Linked DNA regions of Sus scrofa: region 2 is linked to region 1. A link is a contact called in public promoter capture Hi-C data. All regions are on one chromosome and are shown on one strand. The core of a region is the stretch at or near the end of the contact, and the rest is flanking DNA. Distances in the headings are between cores, read along the strand shown.

Region 1 (7,219 bases), core at 3,636-6,135:
AAATTTGTTCTGCTTTTTGGGGCCATACTCGTGGCATAAGGAGGTTCCCAGGTTAGGGGTCCAATCGGAGTTGTAGCCACAGGCCTACACCAGAGCCACAGAAACACAGGATCCAAGCCACGTCTGTGACCTAAACCACAGCTCATGGCAATGCCAGATCCTTAACCCAGTGAGCGAGGCCAGGGATCGAACCTGCAACCTCATGGTTCCTATTGGGATTCATTTCCACTGCGCCATGATGGGAACTCCTGCTGAAAATTTTTGATGAAACAAGATTAAAAAAACAAAAACAAAAACAAACAAACAAAAAAAACATACTTCGGATTCCGTGATTCCAAACTTCCAGTTATAAAAATGCACTTATTTCTTACCCTAACAATGTATTTACAAGGACTCATCATGCACCAGCCTTCTACATTGAAAAATTACAGCCCACAATACACCAAATTCAAGAATTTCCTTTTATATAATGAGTGCTGACCCATCTTTTTCAATTCTGTTAGGATGCAAATTCTGAGAACCTCGTTTACTTTAAGAAATAAGTTACTAAGTCAGCCCCAAGAGGGAACCTTTTTTTTTTTTTTTTTGCTGGAAGAAGGAAAACACAGTGATGAAATTTGACCTTGACAAATTACTGGATGTAAATACAAAGGTGACTGGTTTGTGAAGACAGTATTTTAGTTCCCAGCCACTGAATGGAAAAAAAAATATATCCACTTACCAACAACTGATGCACCTCTTTCTGCAAAAGCCAGGGCATAGGTTCGGCCCAATCCTATTGAAGAAAACAATAAATCAGAAAGTTAAGCAAATGGTAGCATAATTTTTTGGTCCACTCGACTCAATCCCAATTGTAAAGTAAATGGTGAACATCTACATTACAAGAGTACAGTCTTCAGTGGTACTCTCAGCCTTTACTTCATCCTCTTCTACTTGCAGGGATTGGAAAGCTTACAACTACATTTTCCACCATTAAACATATTTGCATGGAATCTGGAAGGAAGGAATGAGGCAGAAGCCACCTTACTGTGACTTTTGGCTATTGCTGTTGTTTAAGAAGCTGATTTCTTGAAGCTTCCCAGATATTAAGTAGATACAGTAGAGGTGTCTAGATCTAGCTCCCTAATCTCTGGATGGCAGCTTCCATTCTCTAGACCCTGGGTCCAGCGACTATTTGGGCTGTGGCAGTTCCAATGGCAGCCTCAAGAGGTAGTAGCTCCACTTACAGACCAGTTTCAAATTGTTCCATGAGGAATTCCAAGAGGAACTGCTTAAAACCCAATTGTCTATATTAAATCCTTTCCTGTTTTAAATATATAGTAGTTTCTACATCCTGCTGTGAACTTTGACTGTATAATCACCACACACAGGAAATATTTAATTCATACTCAGAGATAAGAGATGTAAATTTATACATCCAAAAATGGATACACAGCTACATAAATTTTATAGGCATAAAACATTTCGGGAAGACTATATACATAAGAGAATGGCAATTAGTGGTTACCTCTTGGGTACAGAATTGTGTGACTAGCAACAAGGGGTGGAAAGCTTACTTTTGCATTGTTTAAATTGTTTAACACATACAGGTTTTTTTAATGTAACTAATACATTTAATTTAAATTAATAAATTTAATAAATAATAAATTCAGTTTAAATTAATTGATAAAAAGTAAACAAATAACAAACTGAGATGGCTAAACTATCAGGCTCTTCTAAAAACAAGCCAAAATAAAAAGTTTTCCAAAATTAAAAATCACCAAATAATTTATTTTATAGTTTAATCCACTCTGGATGAGAGGGAATCTAGCTAATAATTTAAGTCGCCTCATATTTTATCAGATCAAGGCTGAAGCACTTATTCTAAACATGAGGTTCTTATAGAAATCAAGTACTCATGATCAGAACACACACACAAAATTATAGTAACAAAGTAAAACTTATCAGATGAAAGACGCAGGGTAGGTTTCTAGTAAAGATTGATCTAGGTTAATCAGAGAATTACCACAAAACCAAGCTATACAATTTTCTCAAAAGATATGTAAGTAATCCACTTTTATCATAAAGGCCCATGCAAACTGTACAGAAATCTGTATACAAAATTAAAAGTGACATTCTCTTCCCTGTTTCTTTCTAATACTACTAGCCCATTAACAGATACCTAAGCATCCTCCCATGTTTTTATATTTGTATTTACATAAACATTATTTAAATACTTTATGTGTCAGTCTGTCTCCCTAACTAAACTAGAAGGTCCTTAAAAGTTAAGGTTATGTCATTCTTTTGCATTTCCCACAATGCCCAGTACAGTTTTACAGCCAAAATGAACAAAAAGTTAAATCCAAGAGCCTCTATTTTATCTTAATCCTCTTTTAGGTCCTATCTTAACTTCCTCTCACATCCAAATTCATTGTCAATCATCCTCTCTCTCCAATTTCCCTTTTGGCCTTTTAGCACTGTCAAATCTCAGCTGATTCTTTTCTCAAGCTGTTTGTTCAGTGCTCTCGCAGTGGACTTCTCTCTCCTTCAACTTAACAGAGCCTCAGAGACTAGCTCCCTGGACTACTTCATTTTCTAGCTTTACCAGAAGTCAAAGGACCTCAAAGCCTCTCCCGACTTTAGAATCTGCAACTACTCACACACTTCTCAAAATCTCCAGACCTACAAGCTGCTATTTTATAACCATCTCCAATTCATAATGGCCAGACTTCCTTCTTCCATTGCCCAACTCCACCACTCTCACCCAGTTACTTCCCCAGCAACGCTACAGTCAGCTAACAAATCAAATTCCCAATATACCACCAATTAGGGCAAAATTGTTTTCGTGAAGCCTAGACCATTCTTAACTCCTTATGGGTCTTCCATTAAACTATTCAAAATTACAAGCTAAACAACAGCACCTGAATACTGCAAAGATATTTCTGTTCATCTCTAAAATAAGAGTGGTTTGGAGGTGGACTACTTCCCAGACTCAGACCCAGGACAAGCAGGCAGGGAGGCTCTCATGGACATTCTCCTGGGATGTTCAGCAATGCCTCAGTTCTAGGTAGGTATTCTCAAATCACAACTGTAAGACCTCAAGGACAACAGCCTTTGTCCTGAATTAGATTGGAATTAGATCTCAATCTCTCATAAATGATGGCCTAGTGTGGACCTTACAACAGTCTCAAATTTACCACAAAATTATATTCCACCCTCAGATAGTATTCAAGTCTAATGGCCAGTAATTGTACCATAATCCAGGCTCTTTAAAATACAAATCTGTTTATGAACAGGAGATGCTAAATTCATAACTGTCAAGCCACAACTCATTAATACTTCACAAAATCAATTTAGTGGACTGCAATCTGTATTTCTCAATGAAAGAAGCAGAAAAGTTCAAAGTGCACTGCATTTACTATGCACCACGTCATGAATTTCTTTCAAATATAGATGGCGGGGTGTGCACACACACACCAGGTCTTGGTGTAAAATGTATTTCATAGTGTGGATCACTCACTGTCAAAAGAGATTTAAAACAGGAGACACATTCCTTATTTCCATTCCGTCAAAGTGTAAACAAAATGTTTTTCCAAAACGGATCATTTTAGAATGAATGATCATTTTAGAATGAAGTATTTAGCTACAGGTACAAAATACTTGGCTACCAACTAATACTAAAGACATTTTTCTGAACAGAAGCATAAGAATTTACTTTATTAATGGAGATGTGAAGGTACAAATGAATTAACTGACAGAATTCCATTGTTTGTGATTTTTAACATACAATTCAAATTAATTCTTCATTAAATCCATAAGGCACTACCAGTGGGGGATCAATTAAGACCAAGATCCCTGCACTTGGAGGTCGGAGAGGTCGTGTATTGGTGGTAAAAATAGAAAACCTCAACGCAAAGCATTCGCGTGGGTATGACTGGTTTGTTTTAATTCTGTCCTTTAAAAATAGGGTTATTTCTCATAACAAATCACCATTTTGCTTCGGAAGTACAGGAAGATCTGGCCCATGTCAAAAAGGCCTCTGCTCCTCAGCTCCTGCTGTCCCCATGACACTCTCAATTACGTCCTTTATCAGGCACTGAGTTCACAACCCACGCCAAGACTCCAGTGGACTAGTCAATATGGTGCTTGGCTTGATATACATACAAAGTCCAACCAGGAGGAATCCAATCAGATTTTTTTTTTTTTCTTTTTAAGGAAGGCCCTCTAAAGAACTTAAAATCATCCAACAAAGGGAAGGATGAGTGACTTTTTAAAAGCAAGGGACTGACATATCTGCTACACCGGGGGTGACTGCAGCTCCCAGACGGCTTTTCCACCACATTTAAAAGACTTAAAGCGGCCTAGATAGTCTACTGGCAGGAAGAGTCCCAATGGATACTCACGGATGAGCTCCTGAAAGACCTTTCACCTAGTTCTGCAACCCGCAGCCCAACGAAGCCTCTCTCCTCAGGCAAGATCCTAAACCCTGAGAAGTCCACACGGGTGGGGGCTGCACCAGGAGTTTCTGGCTCTCCACTCAAGACTGGCCAGCCCCACCTCCCCCGCCTCAGCAGATTCGGCGTCGGGAGGACAGTCGTTGTCCGTCCTCCCACCACCCCCAGGGGATCCAGCCGCTCACTCCGCTAGCTGCCCCGCCACCGCTGTCCGCAGTCCCGACGCTGAGACCGCAGCCACCGCTGCGAGAGCAGCGGGACCGAAAAGGAGTGCTCCGGGATAGGAGCGACCCGGACGTCAGCCTTCCAACCTTTGCATGCCTACCTCCCCCGGCACCGGTGACCAGCACCACACGCCCGTAGAAGTTCAACATCGAGGCCATAAGTCCGGCCTGCAGAAGAACCAGCACAGCTCACACTGCCGGACAGGGAAAACCTGAGGCGAGGAGGAGCGGCGCCGAAGGCATTAACCGGCCAGTTTCTGGGTAAGAGAGTGACGTAGTATTTTTCCAAGTGCGCCTGCGCGGCCAATCCCTTGGAACTCTGGGAAATGTAGTCCACCGTGCCTCCAGGCGCTGCTGGACCCTGCCCAGGAGGCTTGGGTTGAAAGGGCTAGTTCTGCTGCGGAAGTAAAGGGAGCTGATGGGACCTTTGTGGTAAAATGGCTGACTGGGCCGACCTTGTATTTATCCATTCACCCGTCCCTTTGTCATTCACTCAACAAGCGTTTTCTGGATCTTGGCGAGGATGCAGCCCCTATCCTTAAGTAGCTTTCAAAAATAGCTCCTGAGAAGTAGAGGTACTCTGACCAATGGGTAAAAGATTTCTCAGAATGGACCTCTGGGAACTGTCAAAAATGCAAAGTACTGAGCCCCCACGCTGACATCCCAAATGGAATTGATTGACTCTACCGGTCCTGGAGTCTGAGACTGGCCAAGACCGCTTGTTTCTGCCAGGAAGGTTTTCTTTTTCCACTTGGCTTCACACAGCCAATAATGAAATCGATGTTGAAACTGGAACAGCACGAGCTTTATTTAATCACCAAAGAATGGAGAAGCGGAAACTTAGGTCACAAATCAATTTCTAAACCCAATTCAGATGGAGACACCACACATGTAGGACGATGGAGATAAAAGGGAGGTAATTAGGAAAAGTGGGAGGAATACTCAGTCATGACTTAACCAAGAACATCGATGTACTTCGGATCCAGAACTGAAAGAACACTCCTCCGTAGTCTTCGTAGTCTTCGTATGGGCCTTTCCCATTGTTGCTGTGGTAATTGTCAAGGGACAAAGCACTGGTAGGTGTCATTTAGTGTGCTAATCTATTGCAATGAATGTATAATGAGGCTAAAAGTCTACTGGAAGTCAAATGTTCTCTGGCACCTGGTTTGTTCTAACCTGTACTTGTTTTTCTCTTTGCAGCTTCCTCCTGAAACTTAGACTAGAGCAACTGGTTTCCATTCAAGGAAGGGGAAGGGGTATGATTCTGGGGCAATAGTCTTGGCCACAAAATATCAAGGGACAAAAAAAAAAAAAAAAAATGTCCAGGGGTGATTCTAAATAACTTTTGCTTTTGGGGGTTGAATATAGTCATATTATTAAGCACCTAGGGGTAGTAAGCACAAGTTTACAGATGAAAAATAAGGTGTCCCTGAGCTATTCAAAATTAGGTGGTATAACTTTACCTACAGTACAGCATGCTAAGACTTGTGCCGAAATAAACAAACCCTTTCCCTTCCGGTGAGAAAAGGGGAAAACTTTCCAAAGGAGATGACAGACTTAAGAAGTGTGCTTTGCAAATAGAGGATATTATAGGTAATAGAAGTAGAAGTACTAGCTTGACAGAGGTGGAGGTAAGTTCACGAAAGTAAGCAGAATCAGTCAGATCACATTTAGGTGTTTAAATTTTGAGCTTAAAACATGTTAAGCAAGATTACTCCAGAGAAATGTTTACATCATGAAAAGGTCATTTTGCCCCACTACTGAGAATTGACTGGAGGTGAACAGAGAGAACAGATAGACACCTATTGGAGAAAACTGTAGAGACCAAAAGTAATGCAGAGGAAATATGGAAGGAGGGGGCAGTAATACAGAGGTATATTTGGAAATGGAGTTAATAGGTCTTTTTTTTTTTTTTTTTTTTTGGCTTTTTGTCTTTTTTTGTTGTTGTTGTTGTTGCTATTTCTTGGGCCGCTCCCGCGGCGTATGGAGGTTCCCAGGCTAGGGGTTGAATCGGAGCTGGAGCCACCGGCCTACGCCAGAGCCACAGCAACGCGGGATCCGAGCCGAGTTTGCAACCTACACCACAGCTCACGGCAACGCCGGATCGTCAACCCACTGAGCAAGGGCAGGGACCGAACCCGCAACCCCATGGTTACTAGTCGGATTCGTCAATCACTGCGCCACGAAGGGAACTCCTAATAGGTCTTTTTGATTAATTGGACATGGATGTGAGACAAGAACGACTGGAATAACCTCCATACTTCCAGCTTGAGTATCTAGGGTAGGGTGGGCCATTCATCAAAATAAGGAATAGTGGTAGACGATCAGCTTTTGGAGGGAATTTTGCTCTGGGCCAATTGTCTATGGGAAGAGAAGCAAGGCAATGGCTGGAGAAGTCCAGCAGACAGTTAAGGTTCTAGAGCTCTGAGAGTTTAGTCTCACCTCTCAGGCGCAGCAAGAACGATCTCTGAGTAACTCAAGGCCAAACCTCCAGGAGTAGTCATGTCACTGAAAGCTCTCCCCTATACCAGTGCCTTGCTCTCTTAGCCATTTGTCCACACC
Region 2 (7,536 bases), core at 1,175-3,674, 2.2 Mb before region 1:
GTTTAGATTGGTCTTCACCAAAAGCAACAGGAGGCAGTTCTAAGCAAGGGCATGAGATGTATTTTGAAGAGAGCACTCCAGCTCATCAGAGTAGTCAGGAGGCCAGGATAGCAGTTCTGCTGAGGAATAAAATTTAGACTAGGACAGCGGTGAGATGGAAAAATAATGGAAAGGTATCTAAAATAAAAGTTAATTTGAACTCTTTTTCAGATATATTTCTTTCTTAAATAAGTTAATTCATTTCTCTTATCAATTTCCTATGAAGTGATTTTTCTTAATTTCTGTGAGCTATTTTACAGTAATAACATTAGCAATTTGTCTGTCATATTTGCTCTATTTTTTCTAAGTGTTTGTCCCTTTTTTCCCCTTTGTTTTTCAATATGGAAGTTCCCAGGCTAAGGGTCAAATCAAATTGGAGCTGCAGCTGCTGGCCTACACCACAGCCACAGTTACGGGGGATCTGAGTTGGGTCTTTGGCCTGCTCCATAGCTCACGGCAACATTGGATCCTTAACCCACTGAGCCAGGCCAGGGATAGAACCCACATCCTCATGGATACTAATTTGGGTTTGTATCCTGCTAAGCCACAACGGGAACTCCCATCTCCCATTAATTTTAAATTATTACACCATTCTTTCATTATTGCCACTTTTTTTCTGTCTTTTTTCCCCTTCTTCAGATTAGAACATATACGATTTACTTAAGCGTGGGATGTATAAACTTCCTAACCTGATAAGTTTATTTAATCATCCAGCAAACACTTATAGAGCATATATGCTGCAGGTGATAGACAAACACAAAAAAGAAACAGGTAAGCAAATGTTTTCAGAGTAGAAAACACCTTGGTTGTATAAAGAACACACACTTACCCCAGAATGAACTGAATTAATAATTTTAACTGTTGTGAAGAGGCCTGGAAACTAGCTAAGTGGAAAAAGTGAGAGCCCTAAATGAAGAGTAGGGTAAAGGGTACACTCTTCTCAGTGTAATTTCAGAATTAAACAGGAAGCTCACTAGTATTTCCAGGAAATTTCCAAGGACAACACTCCAATTAAGGTCTTTTATATCTCACAGGCGATCTACCGGAAAAAAGACCAGCAATGTTTTCTGGAACTAGAAAGAGCTTAATGTATATTTATCAATGTAAAGAGAATGCCTTCAGAGTACCCCTCTTTAATACATCCTGTTCTTTACTGCCAAGTGAAATCCAGGCTTCTTAATGCAGCAGTAAAGCAGTAATATATTTCAGCTTTATTTCCTACTTCACCCACAAGTTCTCATCAGTGTAGAGTTTTCTACTCATATTATCCAAAACACTTTCTACTACCATCCCTTCCTGTTTATACTGTTTCCTCTGGCTAGAAACGCCTTCTTCCCTCTATTTGAACCACTGGATTCAATACTGTGTAAGATCCTTAAAGGCCAAGAATAAATATAACTCATTTCATTTTGCCTTCTTTGGAAACTTTTCTTTTTTTGCCTAAATAACTTTGTTTTTCTTTCTGGGTATTATTCTATAGCATGGTGGATGGTGTTTTCCCTTCCCTACCTGAGTATAGGTTTCTTAAAAACCGTCTGTCTTCCACAACTGTGTAATATGTAGTGTCTTGCTCATAGCAGACACATATATGCAATGAATAAAAAGGACGAGAACTTCCTTTGCTACAGCTGTGAGGTCCTCATTTAATCCTTGCTTTTCCAGGTTACCTTAAATCTCTGATGACTTCCTAGAATAGAAGCAGAAACTGGAAATGAGACATGACGAAACGTGGAGGTGATGAGGACAAATGTCTGATCAGACTGGATTTCAGAGAGAAATAAATTTGAGGACAGTAAGTATTAAAGTTTTGCTGTGATTGGGAGCAGAGAAATGTGACAGTACCTGAAAAAGAAGTACTGAGGGAGCGTACATCCTTATAAACCGTACGGTCTCGTTCAAGATCAGCAATTTCTAGGCATAAGGTCTCAATCTCTCCCTTTCATTTTTTGCAGTCAACAAAAGGCAGGTCATATGTATCGGAGCTTATTATCAGGCACTTTGCAAACACTTTATACATTCCAGTTACTTTAATTCTCACCAGAGCCTTGTGAGGGAGGTTCTGTCAGGAGCTTCGTTTGACAGATAAGACACTGAATATAGATTAAATGATCTTCCCAAAGTCCCACAGATAAAAATTCATGGGGAATGAGGGCCAGAGACGCTTCGGTCACCTAGATACCATGAAGGAGTTACAGCTGACATGCTACAAGTTCTGCAAAATTCGCCAGGGACTCCCCGCTTCGCCCCAGGCCTTTCAAAAAAGAGCCCTAAAGGTCAGCCCCACAGGTTCCCAGACCACGGTGCTCACCTCGTTATTGAGGTTCAAAGTCCCTGGCTGACCATAGTAGCTCCGAGAGGAGGCTCGAGCTGCCCGCACGTGAACTGTATCCACTCGAACGCGGCTGCGTCGCCAACCCCTCAACGGCGGCCTCATTGGCTCAAAATTCATCCACCTTTCACTCGAGCCGACGCACGCGCAGAAGGTACGCAGACGCGGAGGGGAAGAAAGGAAGTGACGGAGAACAACTTCCTGCGCCGAGAGCTCCGCGCCTGATTTGCGCGTTCTTGCGGAAACCCCCGCAGGGGCGGGTGGCGGAGGGGGCATTTCGCAAGCTATTACCTTGTTTAGAAGTTTTTCAAGATACTGGCTTTATTACATTCGTTTGTAGACTGGGCGCAGCTTTGTAAAGACCTTGTTTTTTGTGTCCCTGTGAGAATGAACGTTTTTTGAAAGGATCACTTGAACGACCAATTTAGCTCCGAAGTTTTGTCTAGCGTTTGTGAAGATTTAGATTTAGCAATGTTTCAGTCTTACTTTATAGCTCAGGCGTAGACATTTCTTTCTGCACACTGTAAGGAGATTATTAGATAATAACGTTTAGATAATTTAGGTAAATTTAGATAATGAACGTGTAGAGCAAAACCAGGATGAACATTTGCCACTGCCTGTGAAAATGGCTGTTTAAAAGTATTACATTAGCCTGGGTGTAGAGAAAACTTGAGGGAGTGGATCTGAAGTAGGTAGCGTATTAATAGTTAACGCCCAGTAATATTGAGCGTTAAAATGGATCAAATGCTGGGACAAACTTAGCATCAATCTCCAAAATAGTCAAGAAATCCAATGAGATAGGAACTGTTATTTTACAGATGTGGAAACTGACTTAAGAAGCCAAGTGTCTTGCCCAGAGTTGCCCAGCTGAGCCGACCACTGACACAGGATTCCAAGGCCGGTTACATAATTTCTGGGGCCCAGTGAGAAAAGAAAATGCAGGACCCCCGACGTTCATAAAGTAGGAAAAAGTTTCTTCTTTTTTACATGGTGTCTTTTGACCTGTATTGTGCTTTTTATTTGGTAGTTAATGTGGTGCTCCCTCAAGAAAAGGGATGCTATGGGGCTACTGCAGATCCTCACAGGTGCCTGGGACCCCTGCTCCAGGACTCAGGGAAGGGTTCCTGTACTGCACCAAGGTGGTAGCAGTTGCTGGGCAGAGAAAGGGAAGTGGAATCCAGAGAACCTAAGTGGGAGTATGTGGCAGGAAAAGCCACACTTGACCTGAGACTAAGCTTTTGACAAATATTCCATTGTCCCACTGGATTTCACTTACAGAACTCAGATTCATGGATAAACTTATTAAGAATTTCACGACTGTGGAGAAAGAAAATTTAAGCTAGGTCCGCTTCTGAGCCTCTATCAAAGAAGACTGTCCTACTCAGAGCTTTTGCTCTTGGCTCATGAGTCTGTACTCAATTTACAGTAATTCAGTCTTATGTTTGGATTTGTGTTATTTTAGTTTAAGGTATAATGTGGGCACCGTCGGATTAACACCTGACTTCCTGTCTGACTAATGTTGCATTAAGGTAGTGTTGCCATTTATAAATCTTACACCGAATTGTAATTGTGTCCTTTTTCAGCTGTTTCCCTTCATTATAACTGAGCTCCTGGAGTATAGGAGCTCATCACCCCAAGTGGGTAATAGCATTCATATGTAAATACATAGGAAAGGATGTTTTAAAGCTAAAAGAGCTTTAAGGAAAATATGTCTTTTAATCTGGAAGAAAAATGTTAGTATGATTCCATAATGCTTCCAAAAATGTATTCTTAAAATGAAGTTCGTCTGTAGCTTTTAAAGGCTCTGTAGTATTTTCTCTTGACCACTCTTCTTGCTCTATGACATCTGGTTTCTGTAGCCACTGCAACCGCTGCAAGCTCAGCGTTTGTTTTCTACCTTTACTTAGCCTACACTCTCTCTGCTTTTGATGCTCCTCTCTACTTTCTTAAGTGTACCTTTTCAAGACCTGTTCACATTCTTTTTGTTTTTTAATTTTTTATTAAAGTATAGTTGATTTATGTTGTTGTGCCAATTTCTGCTCTACAGCAGAGTGACTCAGTCATACATATATATATTCTTTTTCTCATATTCCATCATGTCCTATCTCAAGAGACTGGGTATAATTCCCTGTGCTATACAGTAGGACTTGTTGCTTGTCCATTCTAAATGTTATATTTTGCATCTACTAACCCCAAACTCCCAATACAGCCCACTCCCTCCTACTACCCCATGGCAACCGCAAGTCTGTTCTCCATGTCTGTGAGTCTGTTTCTGTTCTGTAGGATTTTTTTGTCCAAAATATGACAATTTAAGTGAAATGAATAAATTCATGGAAACAACTTAGAATGATTGGCTTAAGAAAAAAATGGAAATTCTGAATAGTGCTACATCTATCAAATAATTGAATTTATACTTTTAAACAAAACTTCAGACAGAAGACATTACCAATTAATTCAAAGAAATATTTTAGAAGAAATTAAGTATATTTTATACAATCATTTTTTGAACGGAAGATGAGACTTCTTGGATTCATAATACTAACATAACTTTGACAGTAATCACTGAAAGTCACTTCAAGAAAAGAATTTTATAGGAAAACCTCTTCAAAAATCATAGGTACAAATATGTTTGTACAGTGTATTAGCTAACTGATTCTAGTAAGATATAAAATGGTAGAGGGAGGGAATTACAATGTTGCATTTATTTCAAGAATGCAAGGTTATTTTAACATTTGAAAAGCAATGTATTTGGTAATGTTAATATCTTTAAAACTTTTTTAAAGTATAGTTAATTTACAGTGTTCTGTCAGTTTCTGCTGTACAGTAAAGTGACCCAGTTGTGTGTGTGTGTGTATACACATATACTTACATTCTTTTTTTTTTTTTTTTTTGTCTTTTCTATGGTGCACTGGCAGCATATGGAGATTCCCAGGCTAGGGGTCTAATCGGAGCTGTAGCCACTGGCCTATGCCAGAGCCACAGCAATGCCAGATCCAAGCCACGTCTGTGACCTACACCACAGCTCAGGGCAATGCCGGATCCTTAACCCACTGAGCAAGGCCAGGGATTGAACCCACAACCTCATGGTTCCTAGTCAGATTTGTTAACCACTGAGCCATGATGGCAACTCCTATATCTATCTATCTATCTATCTATCTATCTATCTATCTATCTATCTATCTATATATATATATATTCTTTATCTCATATTATTTTCCCTCCTGTTCTACCACAAGTGATTCCCTGTGCTATACAGCAGGATCTCATTGTTTTTAATTCTAAATTTGATATTTTGTAGCTATCAAACCTAAACTCCTAGTCCATCCCACTGCCTCATTTTCCCTCTTGACAACCACAAATCTATTCGCCATGTCTGTGAATCTGTTTCTGTTCTGTAGATAGGTTCATTTGTGCCATATTTTAGATTCCACATATAAATGATATCATGTGGTGCTTGTCTTTTGCCTTCTGACCTACCTCACTTGGTATGAGAATCTCTAGTTTTATCCATGTTGTTTTGAACAGCATTACTTTATTCTTTTTATTGCCGAGTAGTGTTTCATTGTGTACATGTACCAGTTCTTCTTAATCCATTCATCTGTAGATGGACATTTAGACTGCTTCCATGACTTGGCTATTACAAATAGTGTTGTTAGGAACATACGAGTGCATGTATCTTTTTGAATTGTAATTTTGTCCAGATTAAGGAGTGGGATTGATGAATTGAATGGTAGTTGAATATTTGGTTTTCTGAGGAATCTCCATACTGTTTTCCATAGTGGTTGTACCAATTTACACTCCCACCAGCAGTGAAGGAGGGTACCCTTTTCTCCATACCCTCTCCAACATTTGTTATTTGTAGACTCATTAATGATAGTCATTCTGACCAGTGCAAGGTAGTACTTCATTGTAGTTTTGATTTTCATTTCTCCAATAATTAGTGAAATTGAGCATTTTCATGTGCCTGCTGGCCATCTGTATGTCTTCGTTGGAGAAATATCTATTTAAGTCTTGTCCCCATTTTTTCATTGGGTCGTTTGCTTTTTTGTGGTTGAGTTGTATGACTTGTTTGTATATTTTGGAGATTAAGCCCTTGTCAGCTGCATCATTTGCAGCTGTTTTCTCTCATTTTGAAGGTTGTCTTTTTGTTTTCTTTATGATTTCCTTTGCTTTGCAAATGTTATAAGTTTAGTTAGGTCCTATTGGATTATTTTTGTTTTTATTTCCTATTGCCTTGTAAGACTGATCTAAGAAAACATTTGCACAGTTAATGTCAGAGAATGTTTTGCCTATGTTCTAGGAGTTTTATGGTGTCTTATGTTTAAGTCTAAGCCATTTTGAGTTTATTTTCTGCATGGTGTGAAGATTTGTTCCAGTTTCATTGATTTACATGCAGCTGTCGAGTTTTGCCAGCACCACATGCTGAAAAGAATATCTTTTTCCCATTTTATATGCTTGCCTCCTCTGTAGAAGATTAATTGACTGTAGGTGTCTGGGAAGATGGGTTCACATTCTGTTCATCCTTTTTAAAAATAATTTTTAAACCCCCAAGTAGAAGTTAATTTTTCTTATCAGTGGTTCATTCTTATATTGTTTACAGTAGTCTACTTCAATTTGAAATTTCTAATGTGCAGTCTATTTTTTACATTATAAGCTCTCAGCAAACTTATATGTTCATTTTTAAAGTGACTAGTAGTTTTACATTGTTCCTCATGTATCATTTCTCTATTAGTCCATCTCTGTCTTTGACGCTACAGTCTGAAACATCATTTTAGTTCTTTACAGAGGTGATTCTAATAACTCTCTCACTAAACTGTACACTTTTTAAAATCAATAATAATGTATTTGTATTAATCAGGCTGCAACTTTCTCTAGAAAGCAACACTTGTCCTTTTATTCTTTAAAGACTGACCTGCTTTAGTTAAGTGCTATTAGATGTATGAAACAACCAAACTATTATCATTAAAATCAATTAGTGTGAGGCCTCTTTATGTACCACTTAGTGGAAACAAGGATTCACAGACATGTACAATGGGACTTAAGTTTTCTAAATTCAGGTTTCTTAAGACTTTCTCAAATCCTACTGTATTTGTCTATTCAGGCTACAACAAAATACCACAGATGGGGTGCCTTAAACAACAGAAATTTATTACAGTTCTGTAGGCTAC

What was found. Promoter capture Hi-C pulls out the DNA fragments that hold promoters and counts their contacts.
Region 2: a promoter capture Hi-C map of liver shows a contact between it and region 1, with 4 times the contacts expected there. The contact joins the promoter of SRFBP1 here to the promoter of HSD17B4 in region 1. A contact is called at or near these places in 2 of 5 promoter capture datasets (fetal skeletal muscle and liver) and 1 of 47 Hi-C or Micro-C datasets (embryonic fibroblasts).

Annotation. Positions count from the first base shown.
Region 1 is chr2:123,311,149-123,318,367 of Sscrofa11.1, reverse strand. It overlaps HSD17B4 (hydroxysteroid 17-beta dehydrogenase 4), which reads right to left and starts at 4,885. Exons shown (of 24, transcript NM_214306.1): 1 at 4,759-4,885; 2 at 722-775. The coding sequence starts at 4,816.
Region 2 is chr2:125,502,735-125,510,270 of Sscrofa11.1, reverse strand. SRFBP1 (serum response factor binding protein 1) reads right to left here and starts at 2,424. Exons shown (of 10, transcript NM_001244566.1): 1 at 2,379-2,424; 2 at 2,348-2,376. The coding sequence starts at 2,382. LOC102160311 (a long non-coding RNA gene) reads left to right here and starts at 2,552. Exons shown (of 5, transcript XR_002341867.1): 1 at 2,552-3,329.